Regions from separate parts of the Mus musculus genome. Here region 2 is linked to region 1. The links are chromatin contacts, called in public Hi-C maps. All regions are on one chromosome and are shown on one strand. Each heading gives the region's core, a stretch centred on a gene start, on an enhancer-like site or on the middle of the called end of the contact. The rest is flanking DNA. Distances are from core to core; before and after follow the strand shown. Region 1 overlaps Lrrc7 (leucine rich repeat containing 7). Region 2 has its middle 59 kb from the start of Gm20752.

Region 1 (4,348 bases), core at 16-2,515:
TTTCCATTCTGCTTAAGTGTTTTATGCAATTTCCAAAAGAAAAAATGAATCACAATTCTTACATAAAGACAATGTTAAAAGACATGTCTTGAATTATTGCATCCATTTAAATAGATGTACATTTTAGAATGCATATTTGATTCATAAAACGAAGTTCTGATGCCTACATTTTTAAGAGAAAATAAATGAAAAGCCTTGCTTTCTCATAGCTTGTATAGCACCATCAAAACCTATATGTGATCACTGCACACAGCAATGTCAAAACCTATGTGACTTTTAAGACCATAAGCCTGTTTTCACCCACTGTTAGCCCTTAACTCTCTAAAAAGAAAATGTAGGCTGATCTCCATCATCCTGATAAACTCTCACTTCATATAATAAGGAAAGTCTATTAGAAATAGCTGTAGTAATTCATATATCAGATATAAGTTAGACTCTCTTTTAGGATAGATATAACAGTGGCAAGTAGAAGTCACTCCACATCAGTGACTTTCAACTGTGGTGGTGAAGCAGACAACAAAATACGACCACTTAGTACCCAAGGAGATAAAGGGGTCTGCAATCCTATAGGAGGAACAACAATATGAAAGAACCAGTACCACCTCCCCCCCCCCAGAGCTGTGTCTCAGGTTGCATATGTAGCAGAGGATGGCCTAGTCAGCCATCAATGCGAGGAGAGGCCCTTGGTCTTGCAAAGATCATATGCCCCAGTACAGGGGAATGCCAGGGCCAGGAAGCAGGAGTGGGTGGGTTGGGAAGCAGGGCAGGGGGAGGGTATAGGGGGCTTTGGGGATAGCATTTGAAATGTAAATGAAGAAAATATCTAATAAAAAAAGAAATATACATGGATGCTCTGAAGAAATTGGAAGATTAGAGAATCTTGGTATCTGTGTGTTTGAGGAGAGTTTGGCAATCTCTTTCAATTTTAGATAAATTGCTCATGGGAGACCTTTGTAAAAAGGTAGAGTTTGTGTTTTGAAGTGAGAATGTGAAAGGTGCAATCTAGAGAAGAAGAGAAGTCATGGGGACCACAAATGTGAAGCTTGAGACATTTATACAACATAAGCTTGATGTGTCGAAGAGAAAGCCAGAGTACTTTAAGTGTGGTGAGCTTGGGTGAGGAGGTCTAAGAATAGAGGCAAGCAGTGTGTGAAGCAAAATTACGAGAATTTTGTGAGCTGTGTTTCAGAATTAGGATGCATGCTGTTCTTAAGAAGCCACTGAGACTTTCAGCAAGAGAAATCTGTGGCAGAATGTAAGAACTACCAGGACCAGCCAGCTGCTCTGTAGAGTCATGCAAAACTGACTGAAAGAGGAATGCTGTCAGGAAACCACTGCAGCAGAGAATGTTTGCAAATTGTCACTGCATGTAAGACAGTAGCTCTGAAGATGGTAAGCAAGAAGAAAGAAGTCATGCTGGACTCAGAGGCAGTTTGACAAACAGAATACCATAAGAGGAAGAAACAGAAACTAGAGAGCTTCCCTAGTTCAGGTTAGACATGCTTCAGAGCAGTTTCTGGATATGGCGAAAAATAGAAGAGGAGCAGGTGAAGAGAAGCATGGTTTTCTGAAATTGGCAAAACAATCAAGTATAGGCAGTTGCAAAAAGCATCTACTCAAGGAAGAAGAAATGCAAACCTAAGAATCATCCACACATAGCAAAATTTAAAATTAAGGCACTCACTGAAGTTGTCAAAGGAGGGAGTATATGATAAGACCCAGACCTGAATTTTGAACATATCAATTTTTTATTGTTTGAGCATTGAGGAGAAGCCTATAAAATACCCTAAAAGTGGGGGACAAAGAGTTAAAAAGTAAAAGCCATACAGGGAGAGCAGCAGAAATCCAGAAAAAGACAACTGAGAGGAGTCAGCTGTACCCATCACTGATGAGAAGTCAAGTAAGACAGGAAGAGAAAGCTGCAGATCAGCCTCAGCTAGATGGGTCATCAATAGATCAATGGGAGCTATTTCAGGAGTGCAGTGTGTTCAGCTCATCAGAATGGTTGGAAAGTATAGATTAGCAGAAAGCAAATACAGAGAATTCCTTCAGGCTTAATTACAAAACCAAGCTGTGAGGTATAACTGAACAAGGAGAGTCTGATGGAAACTATTGGAGCAAAGTGTCCTTACAAGCTAATGGGAATGGCCATGCAGAAAGGAAAAGGGGATGCAGGAGAAAATCAAGGTGGTTGTAGGAACAGAAGCTTCAAGAATGAAAGGAATTGGACATGGTATAAATGAGGGAGTAGTATAAATATATCCCCCAAGAAGACTGGAAACTGCACACAGAAGAGCTGTAACTTTTTGTTTATTTGTTTATTCATTCATTCATTCATTCATTCATTTTCTTTCTTTACATCTTGGGGTCAATAGGGGAGTTCCCAACGAACTTTTGCTACAAGAAAGCAGGTGCCATGACATGAAGTAAGTACCTCAGTGCATCTAGTCACACCAAGCAGCTGGGCAGGTAGCCAATGCTTACATTTTTTTTTCAAGACTGTAAGTTAATAGAAGCTAAGTGCATTAAACAATCTGTCTATCACAAAAGATTTTTGGTCACTTAATAATTCAAATATAATTTACATTCTCTTTATCTCACATCACTTGACAACCACTACCCGGGCTTTAGGGAGAGCATACCAGATGTTCAGTTTTGTTGCTAATTTTTGTTTTCAAACATGTTGGCAATGTCATCAAATGGCTTAACTGCTGCACCAGAGTAGTATACAGAGATGTTTTCCTTAAGTTAGTTATTCTAATATGCCCAATTTCAATGATGAAAATAAATATCAAGTTTGAGTAGATTCTTAAATTAAACTTCCTTAAAATATTTGATGGAACATATTCTAAAATGTGAGTTTCTGTGACACTGCATAATTCAAATGTGTCCGAAAAAAAGACATGGCAAAGCAGGAAAGGGCACTGTGAGGCCATGTGGCCTCTTCTAGATGACCAAACACTTGCTTAGGAAGTATACTAGTTAAAACACTTTGGATCAAAACCCCATAATGCAACTGTAAATTGCTGCTGAAACCTTTTTCATAATGTTCTATAGCTTGCTGAAATGTCAATCTGGGAATGATGTGAGCCTTTAAGTGACTCATGGTCTGAATGCTATGCTGTAGGCCTGATAAAGCCTATGAGGATTCAGGGTCTATCTAAAACTGTAAATGAAGCCACAGTTGATGACATTCTGCTGGCTATGGTTCTCAATAAAAATCAATCCCTCCATTTTTTCTCTTAATGTACAATAACTGACAAAATTATTTTTATTGGCAGTAAGTTTTCAGACTGTTGTAGAAAGAACATTTTAAAAGATTTGGTTCTAGATGAAAGAAACAGAGTATCAACACATAGTGCAGAAAGTGGGTGAGGACTATAAACCCCGATGATTCTTGCATTCTGTAGTGATACCAAGAAATCTGAAACCCTCACTGCACATCAGTAATGTATATGTTTAAAACTGTTAATCAAATATAACAGCTCATATTCAACATTAGTTTATAAAGTTACCTCCTTTTGTTCTCTAATTGCTCTAGCTAGAACTTCAAGTACTATATTTAATAAATAGGTAGAGAGTGAGAAGCCTTGTCTAGTCCCTGATTTTAGTGGGCCTAAGCTGCAGCCTTAATATTGATTAACTCGTATAGCTAGGTGAGGAACCAAAGGAAACTCTGCCATGCTTGTGACACCAATTGAAAATAAATAATGTCTGTGCCCTTGCTGATACATAATTGTGCCCTGCCCTGACAAATCTGAGACTCAATACAGTAATAAAATGAATAGCAATTTTTAATATAACTTTATGTATCTGACTGGCATAGGGTATGGTATGGTATGTGTGTATGTGTGTATATGTATGTTTGTATATGCACGCACTTGCATGTATGCATAGTACTATGGAGACCAAAAGAGGATGATGTTGGATCCATGGGACTGGAGATACAAGTAGTTGTGAGCCTCCATGGAGTCAAATCCTGGTCCTCGGATGATCCAGCTCAACAACCCCAGAATAAAATTAATTTTGCAAGATAGTTAAAGATTATGAATATAAGAATGCCAATTGTTTTACCTTTTAGGAAAGAATTACAACAAAAATGGTAATAAGTATTGTGTTTCTTAGAACAACAAAACTAAATAGTACAAAGGAGTAAATTTCACAGTAAAGGCATAAAATTTATGAAATAAATTATTGTTGATGTGCAAAGAAGATACAAAAATAATGAAAAATATTTCTTACATAATATTTAATATCTCAAGAGATATTTCTATTAATGAAGCTAAGAATAAATTCAACTAAACTTTCCTTAAGTTTGCAAAGGCTTTTAATTAGACAAGACAATCTG
Region 2 (4,135 bases), core at 1,253-3,752, 740 kb before region 1:
TATACCAGGGTCCCTTCATCAAAATCTTGCTGGCATATGCAATAGTGTCTGGCTTTGGTAGCTGATTATGGGATGGGTGCCCAGGTGGGGTCGTCTCTGGATAGTCCATCCTTTCGTCTTAGCTCCAAATTTTGTCTCTGTAACTCCTTTCATGGGTATTTTGTTCCCTGAGTTTTTTTCTACATTGTTGCATTACTGACACCTACTATAAAACTACAATCTTAAGAGAAAAGAAAGCATTTACCTGTACAGTGTTAAAACCATACTCTTGACCATGGAAACAAAGATTAATGCATAGAGTCATGATGCATGGACCCCAAATGAACACAACTGTAAAATACAAAATGACAGGGTATTTTTGTTGTTGCTTTTGTTACATTTCACATGTTCTTCCAATTGCAAATCTTGATATATTTACAGAGAAAATAATATTTTTATTGAGTAACATAATGACATTTCTGAAGAGTTGTGTGCAATACAATGAAGAAAATATATGCCTGTATGTGTACATGTATATATATATATATATATATATATATATATATATATATATACTCCATCATATATATTATACATATGTATTTATTTTATACGTAAAATATGATTGCTAGTCAGATATTACTATTGAGCTGCAACGCTGTTGAGGCCAGACCTTTCCTCATAATTAGCACTTATAAAAACAGTAATGTAAATTGCAGACTGTTACCAGGTTCTGGGGGTCCTTCTACCTCCTGCATCTTCTGAAACGCATAAAGAGAAAGTCCTGGCTTGAGAAAAAACTGTCTGTCTCAAAAAAAAGTACCTGTTTTCAGATGGGAATGATCTCATGCTCTATGAGGTGGTGCTTAAATGATTTCAGCACTTGGTAGTTTTTGTCCTAGGACAAGGGTGAACACCAGGACTTACACTTTCCTTCAGAATCAACACTGGATCCTGCTTCCAGTACCCCTTAAGACTATCTTCCACCCTTGTGACAGGTGGAAGTAGCAGTGGTTTGTCATGAAAGCAAGTCTGCTTCCACCAAGGAAAGATAACTATCATAGCAAATCCATTTTTTCTCCTAAGTACACTAAGATAGAGGATAAAACCTGCTTTAAAATGTATTTATACAGTATTGACTCTAACCTTGTCAACTCGTGCCTTTGAGGGTGTTCTATTCTAAAGTTGTCCCTTTGGCTATTGTCCAGTGTATGATCATGTAAAATACACTTAATTTTAGTTAAAAGCACATTGGCAATCACAAGAAATTTTAGAAAAGACAAAGATGAAGACCAAAATATACTACTCAGAAATAGGGAAATGAATATTTAAGTAAAATTTCATATGAATTAGATGTGTGTATACGTGTGTGTGTTGTATGCACAGGTGTGTGACTCAGAGGCCAGTGGAGGAAATCTGATCTCCTCTTACCACTCTCTACCTCATTTCTTTGAGACTAGATTTTCCTGAATCCTGAGATAGGCTAGTGGTTAGCAAACTCCAGCAATACTTCTGTCTTAGCACATCACAGCCCAACACTGTTGGGATTAAGGCCAACAGTGAGTATCCAGCCATGTTAAGCTTTTTATTAGAGCTCTAGGGATTTGAACGCAGATCCCCATGCTTTTGAAACAAGTGCTTTTACTTTCTGTAGGATATCACTCACCCCTGAATTTTTTTGAACTGAGTGCTATATCTTCTTAAACCAAATACTTCCTGGGTCTGGAGAAATGGCTTAGCAGTTAATAGCACTATCTTCTCTTCAAGAGAACCCTAGGATTTGTTTCCAGTATCTCCATGGCAGCTATCCATAAACTTTAGTTCCAAGGTATTCATCACTCTCTTCTGCCTTCAATAGGCACCGGGCATGCATATGGTGCCCAGACATACATACAGCCAAAACAATTATAATACTTAAAGAAAGAAGTTAACTAAAAAAATTAAACAAACAAAATGTCCATAACAAATGTTTTCAGAAAAAACAAAAACAAAAACAAAAAAAGGAAACAAACAAACAAATGTTTTCAGTAGTCCTATAAGGCATGCATGAACAATCACCTGTGAATTATGACTATTGTCACAGAACACAGACACTGAACACACAACACATATAGAACACACATACACGCTGACATATAATATACAGAGAACATACTACAAATACATAGGATGTATGTACAACACAGCACACATATATATTATGCACATTATACAAATATGTATGTACATACAAGTATACCATACATATAGCATATCCTTTTCACTGGCATTTAATAATTCACATGTTTTCCCCCTTTGTAAAATTAAAGCACTCAGGCTGCACCTTTCTGGTATTTAAATTAGTCTACATAAAAATCCTGAAGTCATTCATTTTCTAAGCTTTGCTCAGTCTCCTTGGCAACCTCCCTAGCAACAAACTTCTTTAAAAAGGAATCTCAAAAAAGTTGCATAGAATCATATTCTTTGCAATTATGTTTGGAATATGGGAAAATGTAAAACAAAGTCTCATATCACAATGTACACTGGCTTCCCTTAGTCTCCTTTATGTAGTACTCTTTCTTTCCTGGGATCATTCAATCTCCATACAGCCCTCAGAGCTATCCCAATAAACAAAAGACTGTGTATCATTTTTAGAATAAAACTCTTGTCCCAGTATTATGTTTTCCACTTTTCATGAAGCCCACATTTTGGCCAGAACTTGAAAATACCATCCCAAACCCTTGGTCTCTCTGGGTTCAGTCCCTCTCTTTTTAGGCATTCTTGCAGTTACCAAGTTCCTCTTATAAAACCTTGGCATTTGCTTTGCTCTTCGGTCTTCACTGCCTTCAGATACTTATCATACTCCTCCTGTATTCTCTGAGAAACGCTCAGGCTCCATGACCATCATAACTAATCTTCATTAATTGCAGTAGAATTTTATTTTATCTAAAATTTCTGTATTTTGCATATGCATTTATTATCTAGTATATTATCATGAAAGGGAGGACCTTTTCTTCACTGTTGCTTTATTCCCATCACCTAGTGTAGAGGTGGACTGAATAAATTAAATGACTTAATTGCCAGTATTTGTCTAGTGCCTCCCCTAAATCAAGATTTCTTGAGGAATTTGTTTGCTTTGGGGAATTCTGACAAAATGAATGACATTTATAGAGAATGAGGCCCAGTACCTCAGTTATCCTGGAAGCAATTGTTCATGCATTAGGGACATCCCAGATTTAATTTAAGAACCAAATTGGGATTCTGAAAGACAGTTGTGTTAGCTGTAATTAGAGTGTGAAAGTGGGAAGGGCAATTTTTGTTGCTCTGTTCCTTGCTGTCATCTAGTCTTCAAGGTCATGCATAAAACATGTTTGCTTGGACTTTGGCAAAGTTTAGCATGCTGGAGTAGAAGGAATAAATATCTGACAGATGGGTGGTTTCTGAGATTATAGAACTGATTGCAGGTACAAGAAAGAAATAGGTCTCTAATAGTTTTGATTTCTGATTCCCTGTTTCTTTTTCAGAAATAGTGCTTGACACAAAACATTAACTAACTGGATTATGGGTAATGAAGATTATTCTAGAAGAAATAAATGTGGGAATGATAATCAGAAGAATGTCTCTCAAATTCAATCCCCTCTTTGCTCTTTAATTATCCCTTAAGCAGCAGCTCTCCTGCACATATCTAAAAATAGACTGATGCTAGGTCAGGAGAAACATACAGTAACTTGTTTGCTCTGTATTCAATATTGGCTCAGATTTGCATATCAGTGTCACAAAACACATTTGCATATGTTTTCCTATTTTAAAATCTAACATCTATTATAGAAAGTACATACCCAGAGGTTTCATTAAATCTTAAACTATGAGTATAGGATTATATCACTTTTGTTTAGAACTTCACAGTTTACAAAATACTTTAATATAATAGTAATCACCACCATCATTCAATTCTTTCATCCCTGAGTATAAATAATCGTAAATTAACACTTAAAACAATGGTGACTCCTTCCCAAATTTGCATATAAACTGGCAATGCTTCTGAGGAGTCCTGAAAGAAGAAATTAGGTGACTTGTGTATCAGTACTGTGTGTTGCCTACTGTTATCATGACTTATCTAACATTTTTTTGTCACTGTTTTGGTTTGTCATGGCAATATTTCCCGTTCTTCAGACAA

What was found. Hi-C and Micro-C count contacts between places; a contact is called where the count stands out from the background.
Region 2: a contact with region 1 is called in a Hi-C map of cortical neurons, with 2.2 times the contacts expected there. The contact joins two enhancer-like sites.

The regions. Positions count from the first base shown.
Region 1 is chr3:158,275,703-158,280,050 of GRCm38.p6, reverse strand. The region is part of intron 8 of Lrrc7 (leucine rich repeat containing 7); the gene reads left to right. Among named protein-coding and RNA genes, the nearest start is that of Lrrc40, 240 kb to the right of the region's middle. Within about 2 kb of position 1,265, at least 8 of the 459 cell types and tissues checked have an H3K27ac peak or open chromatin away from gene starts, as enhancers often do. A contact at or near this core is called in cortical neurons, where this site is marked.
Region 2 is chr3:159,015,733-159,019,867 of GRCm38.p6, reverse strand. No RefSeq gene overlaps it. Among named protein-coding and RNA genes, the nearest start is that of Gm20752, 59 kb to the left of the region's middle. Within about 2 kb of position 2,502, at least 7 of the 459 cell types and tissues checked have an H3K27ac peak or open chromatin away from gene starts, as enhancers often do. A contact at or near this core is called in cortical neurons, where this site is marked.